Regions from separate parts of the Mus musculus genome. Here regions 1 and 2 are each linked to region 3. Evidence: chromatin contacts called from public HiChIP or PLAC-seq data. All regions are on one chromosome and are shown on one strand. The core of a region is the stretch at or near the end of the contact, and the rest is flanking DNA. Distances in the headings are between cores, read along the strand shown. Region 1 has its middle 65 kb from the start of Il6. Region 2 has its middle 93 kb from the start of Il6. Region 3 holds the start of Il6 (interleukin 6).

Region 1 (2,700 bases), core at 33-2,532, 65 kb after region 3:
CTTTGTGAACACTCCATGTGAAAACCGTATGAGGAAAATGCTTGCTGGTTGTGTACATGGGCTGTTCTCCTGTTCATCCTGATGTTTGCCTATTCTGCCTTCCTTGCTTCTTTCCCTCCTCTTTTCTTGTCCAGTTTCTGCTTATACTTTAAGGCTTGATAAGGTAACTCCATCCTGGAAGCCCACTCCATCCTCCATCACAATGTCTCAATAATATGATTTGTATCAACACATTAGACTAATATAGTCTGCAAACTTCTGACCAGTGAGTGTTTTGCTTAGTTTATAATTATGAACTTTGGGTCAGAATATATACATTGAGGTAGTAGAGAGCTCAGATATTAAACTATTGACTACACCAGAGGTTTCCTTCATCCGTACCTTATAGGAATAATTTGAGTGGTCTGTTAATCTACCTTCTGCTATGTTGGCAGACTTCATGATATATTGTCTTTGTAAAAGCCCCATGGTGAATTTACGTATTGAATTATCTGCCAGATTCCAGTAGCTTCAAATGATCATATCTTCATCAGACTGCCCTGGAAAATACCTGTATTCATATTCCACGGAGCCCCTTGATTTTTAGTTTGTCTATACTATTCAAGTTTGAGTACTTTACAAAAAACAAACCAATAAACTCAAGTGAGAAATCCAGTGGTGTTTCGGAGAGAACTGTGAGCATCATGAGAAGTCCTGGTGAAAGAGTCCCTCTCATCCTCAGCATCCTTACCACTGTTCTAAACTCTTCCCATGCTTCTCCCCATCTCAGACATGATGCTTAGAATAGTTTACCCGGAACAAGACTGGATGTAGAAAATGAGTCAACCCAGATAAAATGGATATATGCTTCATTATCTCTAAGTGACATTATGAAGATGTGGTATACTCCTAGCATTTAAACCTTCCTGTGTTTTCAAAAGATGGAGAAAAATGTGATTTCTCTAAGTTCTGCTTCATGGAGTCCTCAGGAAGTGGACTAAATCTTCATCTACAGATTGCAAACCCACATGTAACAGTGCAAACCAGAGGTTTAGCACTGTGTTAAAAATGTAATTTCCCCCTTTGGAGGGCAAGGGGACAGGAATGGGAGGGGTTGGGTGGGGGAATCAATGTTTAGGTCAAACAATTGAAATTGGAGTCCAATCTTCGTAATCATCACTTTCATTTCTGTCTTCTAGGGAACTCTGCAAACTAGAAAGCAGTGGAAAACACTAGGTTGCATCAGATACTGAAGAGGAACTGAGAAAACCGTGCAATAGACAGGATTGCAGTGAAATTGTGTTAAAAGCTGGGTGTTTAAAAGTAACAACTTTGAGGAACAGGAAGCCAATGGGTGCTCTAGAGTTCACTCTCCTATAATGATCTTGGCCTGTGCCAAGAGAATGATGTGCTTTGACATGCCTATTCTGGTCAGAGTACGTTTGCAGGGATAGGTTTCCACTGAAGAGATAGCCTGTGCACAGCTCCTCACATCCTTTCCAGGATGCTTCTCTGATGAAGTTGCCTCAGAATCACTCTGTGAAGCAATGCTCACAATAGATGTAACATGTTTAGAATCTCACCTTAATTCTGATAGCCCAGTACCTTCAGATATTTGTTTCTAACTTAGTGCCTAACACTAGCTTGCAGTCTTACTGTACTAGATATGGCCCAGGGGTAAAAGAAGGAAAAGATGTAGCCTCAGAGATCGCAAGGGGGAGGAACGATACAATAATGGTAGCTGACATTCAGACTGCTCTTTAAATCATAAAGGTCGGTTTCCCCCACTTTACCTTCTCAGCTTTCTGGCTAATCACTGTTATCCTTAAAAAAGAGGAGAGTGGTGTGCCTGGAGAGGTGAAGGGACTTGCCTGGGATCACATTTCAGTAAGTGAAAGATCTAAGAGTAGAAATAGTACCCTGACTCCATAGTGGGGCCAGATAGCACTGAGGGCTAGTGACTACAGTCCAATGTCTGTACAAAAGCACTTTGTCACAGCTTCCAGAATAAGATCCTCACAGGTGGCACATCAGGGAGGATGCAGGAAGGACTTCTTACTGAAGATGGTCTTGGGAACACCTGACATGGTGAGAACAGGAAATGACAAGGAAGTGCAAGGACAATACTGAAACTTGCCAAGTGAGTCACAGGAAGAAGGCAGACTTTCTGAAGCAGAAAACCATTGTTGGGAGCCATGGGAGGTAAGTCCCCGGGACACTGGAGACCATGTGTGTCAGAGCTGGAGCAGTAATACCTAGAGTTTTCTTTCTTTTCATTGCCTCAGAAAGTCCCCCAAGGGAGGGGCCACGAGCATTCCTCAGAACACACACTGCACTTAGAGCAGAAAGAATGGTCTCCAGCCAGAGATGATATATATAGAAGTTGTACTAGGGAAGTTCTTGTGAAAAGTGACCACACACTCCATTGCCCTTCGTGTTACATGTACAGACGTTGATGGGAGTCCTGACACTAAGAAACTCTTCAGAGAATGAAAATCAAGAACAAAGTTATTAATAGAAATGAAGGCTTCTAGGTGACCTTCGGCAGCTGATTATGATCTGCCTGTCTGTCATAGCAGAGGTCACTTAAATCACATTCACACGGAGCATTTCCTGTGTCTAACGCTGTCACTGTACAATCTTCAAGAGACCAGAAGAGCTAACCTTACTCTAGGAGGAAAGTGAGACTTGATACAAACTTGATCTCTACAGCTATGTAAG
Region 2 (2,851 bases), core at 209-2,708, 93 kb after region 3:
AGAAGAAGAAGAAGAAGAAGAAGAAGAAGAAGAAGAAGAAGAAGAAGAAAGAATATGGTTGCTATCCTCCTGGCCCCATGATCACTTCTGTTGTTGTATCAGTTTATTTTGGCACTCATGCTTCAAGGTTATGCATCTCCTCCAGCTGTATATCTTATATCAGACAGTGAAAGACCCACAACGTGAGGACTCCCACACATTCTGACTCAGGAGAGGTGACACCCCAAATCACTCACAAGAAACGGCCTTGATGCAAACTGCAAGAGAACTTTTTATTCCAAGAGTGCTCTGGGGCCCACAGTCATACACCATGCAGGGGTAAAGGACTTTGGCACCCCAAGTAGCTGGGTAAGGGGGTACTTAAAGGAAGAAACCACAACTCAAGGGGGTGGGGAGGGCGTTGTTGGAAAATACCAAAAATACCAGTTAAGAGTCACAAGGAAGTGGAAAGTCAAGACAGTTTTCTATGAGCCTCTAACAGTAGTACACATGCGTAGCGGGTTCCAGCGATGGTCAGGGTGGGTCAGGGTGACTTTCTTTGAACGAACACTCCCTGAACCCAGGAAGTGGGTGGGTGGAGGAATGTCACTATCTGTTTTATGATTAGCATGCCTTAGAGCATTGAGTCACAAAGGTCACATTCTCAAGCCTGGGCCTAAAGGCCTAGAATTTTGTTTTTACACTTTTTCAACAGCAGTACATGGAGAAATCACTGTAAGAAGTTTGAGCTCCCACCGGGCAATGGTGGTGCATGCCTTTAATCCCAGCACTTGGGAGGCAGGGGCAAGCAGATTTCTGAGTTTGAGGCCAGCCTGGTCTACAGAGTGAGTTCCAGGACAGCCAGGGCTACACAGAGAAACCTTGTCTCAGAAAAAAAAAAAAAAAAGTTTGAGCTCCTAGTGCAAGCCTCACAGAGAGCAGTTGGTATATGGCTGTACTCAACTTTTTCAACTTTCTCCTTTGTGATGGCTTCACAATGCAAGAGAGGTGGGACATTTTATCTTTTGGTTTTTGCTTTCATAGGTCTTTTATGCCCACTCATCTGGCTGAGGCTGAGGCTGAGGCTCAGTTTACAAGAAACTACCAGTAAGGTTCAGAGTGGGAAAAGATGAGTAAACTCTTACTCTCGAGGCCGGGTTTGTGGAGGGGAAGAAAAGGGGAGATCCCCTTTTACACTATGAGACTGCATAATTTAGCAAGGTCCTATTTAACTGTTTGAGTTCCAAGAGGGAAATATGTGGTTTAGCACTGTCTGCCTTCTTTTCTCACTAAGAAACAGGGTTTGTCCATAAGTTCATTTTCAACATCTCACTGTAATTAATTATCTTCTTTCCTTAAATGCAAAGTATATGAGCTCCTGGAATAATTTGAAACATGCAGTAGGCAGAATTTTGAACCTCCATGTACATGCCCTGAATAGTATGCAGGAATATGAATATAATCAGTTTCACTCCTGTGACTAGGTTCTCTTATATGACATAGCTGACTTTTAGAAGGGAAGATGATCTAATGGCCTGACAGAAGACCTTCAGAATCAGTTTTCTGTAGCTGGTGAAGTCTTAGTCAAAATGCTGATTTGTAGATGTTTTATAGATTCAGTGAACATCAATAATCATCAAGAGATATATCTCTTTGTGGTATGCTTGGCTCTCAGTAATCAGTTGAGAATTTTTCAAGACCAAAGCCTGAAAGAATTTTGAATTTGAATTAACTTTCAAATGTATAATCATTTGGCTCCAGAGAAACAATACTAGTAGATTCATGATCTAGTTGCCCTTGGGGACCATACAGATAGATGCATGGTTCTGGGATTAATGTGAAGAAAGTAAGAGCAGCAGATACAGTGAGTGCTGCATATGCTCTGCTATCAACTATAATCTGCTAGGACTGTAACTCTGTTTTCAAAAGAACCCAAGCATTTATAAATTCAAATAAAATTGCCAGAATTATAAACATAGGTTACTAGTTCAATAATGTTTTAAGGACAAAACCAAATATGTATAGAACATGGGCCATTTTATAAGAGAATACTAGTTTCATCTCCTCCAAACCCAGTCCCCCAGTCTAACCAAACTAACTGCAGCCTCTCCTACCTCTCTGCCCCTATCTCCAACAAATCAAGCATATCTTCTCCAACCTTCCTCCTCACTCATTCCATTGTCCCAGCCCCCAACTCCAATAGGAATTCCCTGGAAACCCTTTAATCAAGCCCTTGTCAGAGAAGCAAATAGGTTAGAAAAGCAAGCAGATGAGCTTCAGATACTTACTCTCCCTGTTTCCTCCAATTCCAAACCCCCAGTCTCATGCCCCATTTCTGTAACAGACCCACCTGCTGTGGCCTCTGCTCACTCCCTGTCTCCAATACCCAGGGCACTAGCAGTGAAACATGCTTTTCCCCTCCTTCCTATGGACATCCTCACTCCCCCTTCTAGCCCACCTTCACTCCTAAGTGTCAGCTCCCTATTGCTAGAAACACATTGTACCAGGAAATCCCAGTGGTCACACCTAGCAGGATCCCAAAAGTATTTCCTACTAGGCAATACACAACCAATACACTCCACTAAAAACCAGAGAGGGCAACAGAAACCAAGGAACAATATATTCAAAGACCAAAGCGAAGACTAGATATCAGAAAGTAGAATTACAATCATCCCAAACCCAGATGCCTAGATGCCAGTGTAAAAGCACAATCAGTAGAAACCATAAAAATGTTTCCACTAGAAACAGCAATCCTACTCTAGCAGGCCTTGAGAAGTGAGGCATAGCTGAAGCACTACAAGACAAGAATCTTAAAATAGCCATATAAATATGATAGAGACTCTTAGAGAAGAAATTAGTAAATCCATTAAAG
Region 3 (3,018 bases), core at 146-2,645:
GGGCAAATAAATTTAAGTCACAGAATATTCCATCTGGAAGGGTCTGTGCCATTATCTGTAACTCCATAATTATGCAGATAAAGAGTACTAAATAGTTGAGGATTTTCCCAAGATTACAAAGTTGGTTCTACACACCCAGACCTAGGCTATTAATCTTGTTTGTGATTTTTTTTTTCCTTTCTGTCAAGCAGAGTCAAAATACTTTTCATTTAAAGATGGGAGATATTTTAATCTAGGTAGGGTTGGTTGGGTTTTTTTTTTCTTGTTTGTTTGTTTGTTTGTTGTTGTTGTTTTTTTTTTTTTTTTTTTTTTTTTGAGAAAGGATCTCTCAATGTAGTCTTGGATATCCTGGAACTCAATATGTAGACCAAGCTGGCCTCTAACTCACAGAGATCTTCCTGCGTGTGCCTCCCAAGTGCTGGGAGGCATCCACCACCATGCCCAGCCTAATCTAGGTTGTGTGTGTGTGTGTGTGTGTGTGTGTGTGTTAGCACTTTATTGGGCTCTATACAATATGCATCTTATCTGGGCTGACCCTAGAGCATCCTGATTTCACACACACAGAACTTACTACATTCAGCCAAAAAGCACTTTCTGGTCCTTGTAGACTTCAAGGGATAAATGAAGGCAAAGAGATAAGGAAAAAGGAATAATGAGGGAAAAGGAATCCCCACCTAAGAAGCAATAGCTAAATTGGAACAGAGAATGGCCCACTGTGAATTTTCTAGAAATGCAGTCACATTCTGTATCTTCCAGACAGGAAAGGAACCCCTTCCCAACCTCCACTCAAAACCAGCAAAGAGGTGAGAAAGAGAGAACACAGTCTAGTCTGACCTTTAGCTTCAAATCCTAAGGGCCCTAGATCCCAGCAGAGAATTTCTAATTCAAGAGCAAAGAGAATGAATGGACGCCCACACTGGGTCTTCATCAGTTTCACAGCCTACCCACCTCTTTTCTCATTTCCACGATTTCCCAGAGAACATGTGTAATTAAGCCTCCGACTTGTGAAGTGGTATAGACAGGTCTGTTGGGAGTGGTATCCTCTGTGAAGTCTCCTCTCCGGACTTGTGAAGTAGGGAAGGCCGTGGTTGTCACCAGCATCAGTCCCAAGAAGGCAACTGGATGGAAGTCTCCTGCGTGGAGAAAAGGGAAAACCGGCAAGTGAGCAGATAGCACAGTTGGGCGCCTGCTGCTAGCTGATGGCTGCTGGCCAACCCACAATGCTGGCTCTCTGCCTCACACTCCTCTCTCACAGTCTCAATAGCTCCGCCAGAGGGCAAGGAACTGCCTTCACTTACTTGCAGAGAGGAACTTCATAGCGGTTTCTGGAATTGACTATCGTTCTTGGTGGGCTCCAGAGCAGAATGAGCTACAGACATCCCCAGTCTCATATTTATTAGGAGTCAACTCTCTAATTTTGAGACTCATGGGAAAATCCCACATTTGATAAAAATCTTTGTTGGAGGGTGGGGGTGGGGCCAGAGTGGGTGGGGCTGATTGGAAACCTTATTAAGATTGCACAATGTGACGTCGTTTAGCATCGAAAGAATCACAACTAGGAAGGGGAAAGTGTGCTTAAGTCATCCTTGAGGCTAGCCCTAAGAAGCATGAGCACTCTTCTTTTTTTTCTTTAAAAGTGACTCAGCACTTGAGCATGTCTTGATGGGAAAGAAAACTGAAATTCACAATGTTTTATAAGGAGAAAGAGAAGCTAAAGCTGATGTTATTTAAACGCAGGCACGCGCGCATGACAGACGACACACACATACACACACACACACACACACACACACACACACACACACACACACACATGAATAAGAGGCTAGGATTCTTTTGTATGTCTGTAAGGATCTACAGATGTTCTGACCTGAGTTTTTTCAGATCATACAAAGACACACACTCCCTCTCCCACCCCCAGCACCCAACCTGGACAACAGACAGTAATGTTGCATATTGCTTGTTTTTCCTGTGTCTTGTCAGGACCAGTTGTTTCTAATGGTTTGTTCACCTCCAAATTTTGTGCAGTTGTTTCCAGGAGTTGCCAGGTGGGTAAAGTGGGTGAAGTACAGAAATATCTTCTGTCTGTTGTCAAGCAATCTTGGCTTCCAAGTCCAAGCCTATTCTCTGCATTCTCCCCAGTGGTCTCTTGGCTATCTTCTTAGTTAAGACCTTTAGTCTCTGTGAGAGTTGCCCTTATCTGTTAGTGCTGATCCCACTGCTGCCAGGACACCCCAAAACATTTCCAGGTCATGCAAGGAGGCTTGAAGGTCTGTTGCAGTCCTCATGTTGTTGAAGTTTCTTTGATTCATGGTATATGGAAGATAAAGATATCGAAGAAGGACCTCATTGTATCTTAGCTAGCTTGTGTTTGAAGCTCCCTTCTACTGGATGACAGGATTTGAATCTGAAGGTGGTACGTCTCACTCTGAATAACCCCTCCAATGCTCAAGTCTTCTAGGCTGGGTCAAACTTAAACAGACTTCTTCCCTTTGGTTAGTTTCTTTTTCAGACTAGTTCCTGGTTTTCTGTCCACCTGTCTCCAGATATCTAGCTAGCATTCAGAATGATTCCAGGCTGAAAGTAGGCTCTGTACATAAAATCCAAAACCATTTACAAAACACACTCTCAGGATCACAATCAGCTTCTTCACTCTGCAGATTGCCTTAAGATTCTTGTTTTCTTATGCTCCCATGTTTAATAGTTCAAGAATTATATATCACTAGCATAGTTTCTCCTAGAATTCAATGTGAAGAAAAAAATTACACTAAAATAAAGAGAACAGCTTTATATCTAGCAGATTAATTTATATTGAGAATGCAAAAGGAGAATATAAGTACACTCTAAAGAATGTAACCCAGTGTAAACACACAGGCGATTAGAGTAGATTAAAATGAAAAGCCGGTTGATTCTTGTGAAGAAATCAGAAGGGGAATAAACTAGGAAGAAAGTTAAAACATGGGTGGACTTAGTGTACATACTAGGTCAGCCTATTGAAAGAAGTGAGTCCACCATTCT

What was found. HiChIP or PLAC-seq counts read pairs in DNA pulled down with a chosen protein or histone mark.
Region 1: a contact with region 3 is called in an H3K27ac HiChIP or PLAC-seq map of bone marrow-derived dendritic cells, with 5 times the contacts expected there. The contact joins the enhancer-like site here to the promoter of Il6 in region 3. A contact is called at or near these places in 6 of 39 promoter capture datasets (the 3T3-L1 cell line, 3T3-L1-derived adipocytes, the C10 cell line and 2 more), 1 of 15 datasets of contacts at CTCF or cohesin (the NIH/3T3 cell line), 15 of 484 Hi-C or Micro-C datasets (B cells, the Ba/F3 cell line, the C10 cell line and 10 more), 5 of 115 datasets of contacts at active chromatin or transcription factors (CD8 T cells, the HPC-7 cell line, bone marrow-derived dendritic cells and 2 more) and 3 of 9 other capture datasets (adipose tissue, liver and macrophages).
Region 2: a BATF HiChIP or PLAC-seq map of CD8 T cells shows a contact between it and region 3, with 12 read pairs. The contact joins the enhancer-like site here to the promoter of Il6 in region 3. A contact is called at or near these places in 7 of 39 promoter capture datasets (the 3T3-L1 cell line, the C10 cell line, the HPC-7 cell line and 4 more), 1 of 15 datasets of contacts at CTCF or cohesin (the NIH/3T3 cell line), 4 of 484 Hi-C or Micro-C datasets (the Ba/F3 cell line, group 2 innate lymphoid cells, nephron progenitors and 1 more), 4 of 115 datasets of contacts at active chromatin or transcription factors (CD8 T cells, the HPC-7 cell line, bone marrow-derived dendritic cells and 1 more) and 3 of 9 other capture datasets (adipose tissue, liver and macrophages).

Annotation. Positions count from the first base shown.
Region 1 is chr5:29,946,908-29,949,607 of GRCm38.p6, reverse strand. No RefSeq gene overlaps it. Among named protein-coding and RNA genes, the nearest start is that of Il6, 65 kb to the left of the region's middle. Within about 2 kb of position 1,282, at least 60 of the 459 cell types and tissues checked have an H3K27ac peak or open chromatin away from gene starts, as enhancers often do. A contact at or near this core is called in B cells, CD8 T cells, Kupffer cells and 3 more, where this site is marked.
Region 2 is chr5:29,918,753-29,921,603 of GRCm38.p6, reverse strand. No RefSeq gene overlaps it. Among named protein-coding and RNA genes, the nearest start is that of Il6, 93 kb to the left of the region's middle. Within about 2 kb of position 1,458, at least 12 of the 459 cell types and tissues checked have an H3K27ac peak or open chromatin away from gene starts, as enhancers often do. A contact at or near this core is called in CD8 T cells and group 2 innate lymphoid cells, where this site is marked.
Region 3 is chr5:30,011,491-30,014,508 of GRCm38.p6, reverse strand. It overlaps Il6 (interleukin 6), which reads right to left and starts at 1,395. Exons shown (of 5, transcript NM_031168.2): 1 at 1,299-1,395; 2 at 949-1,133. The coding sequence starts at 1,317. The region is part of intron 1 of A230098N10Rik (a long non-coding RNA gene); the gene reads left to right.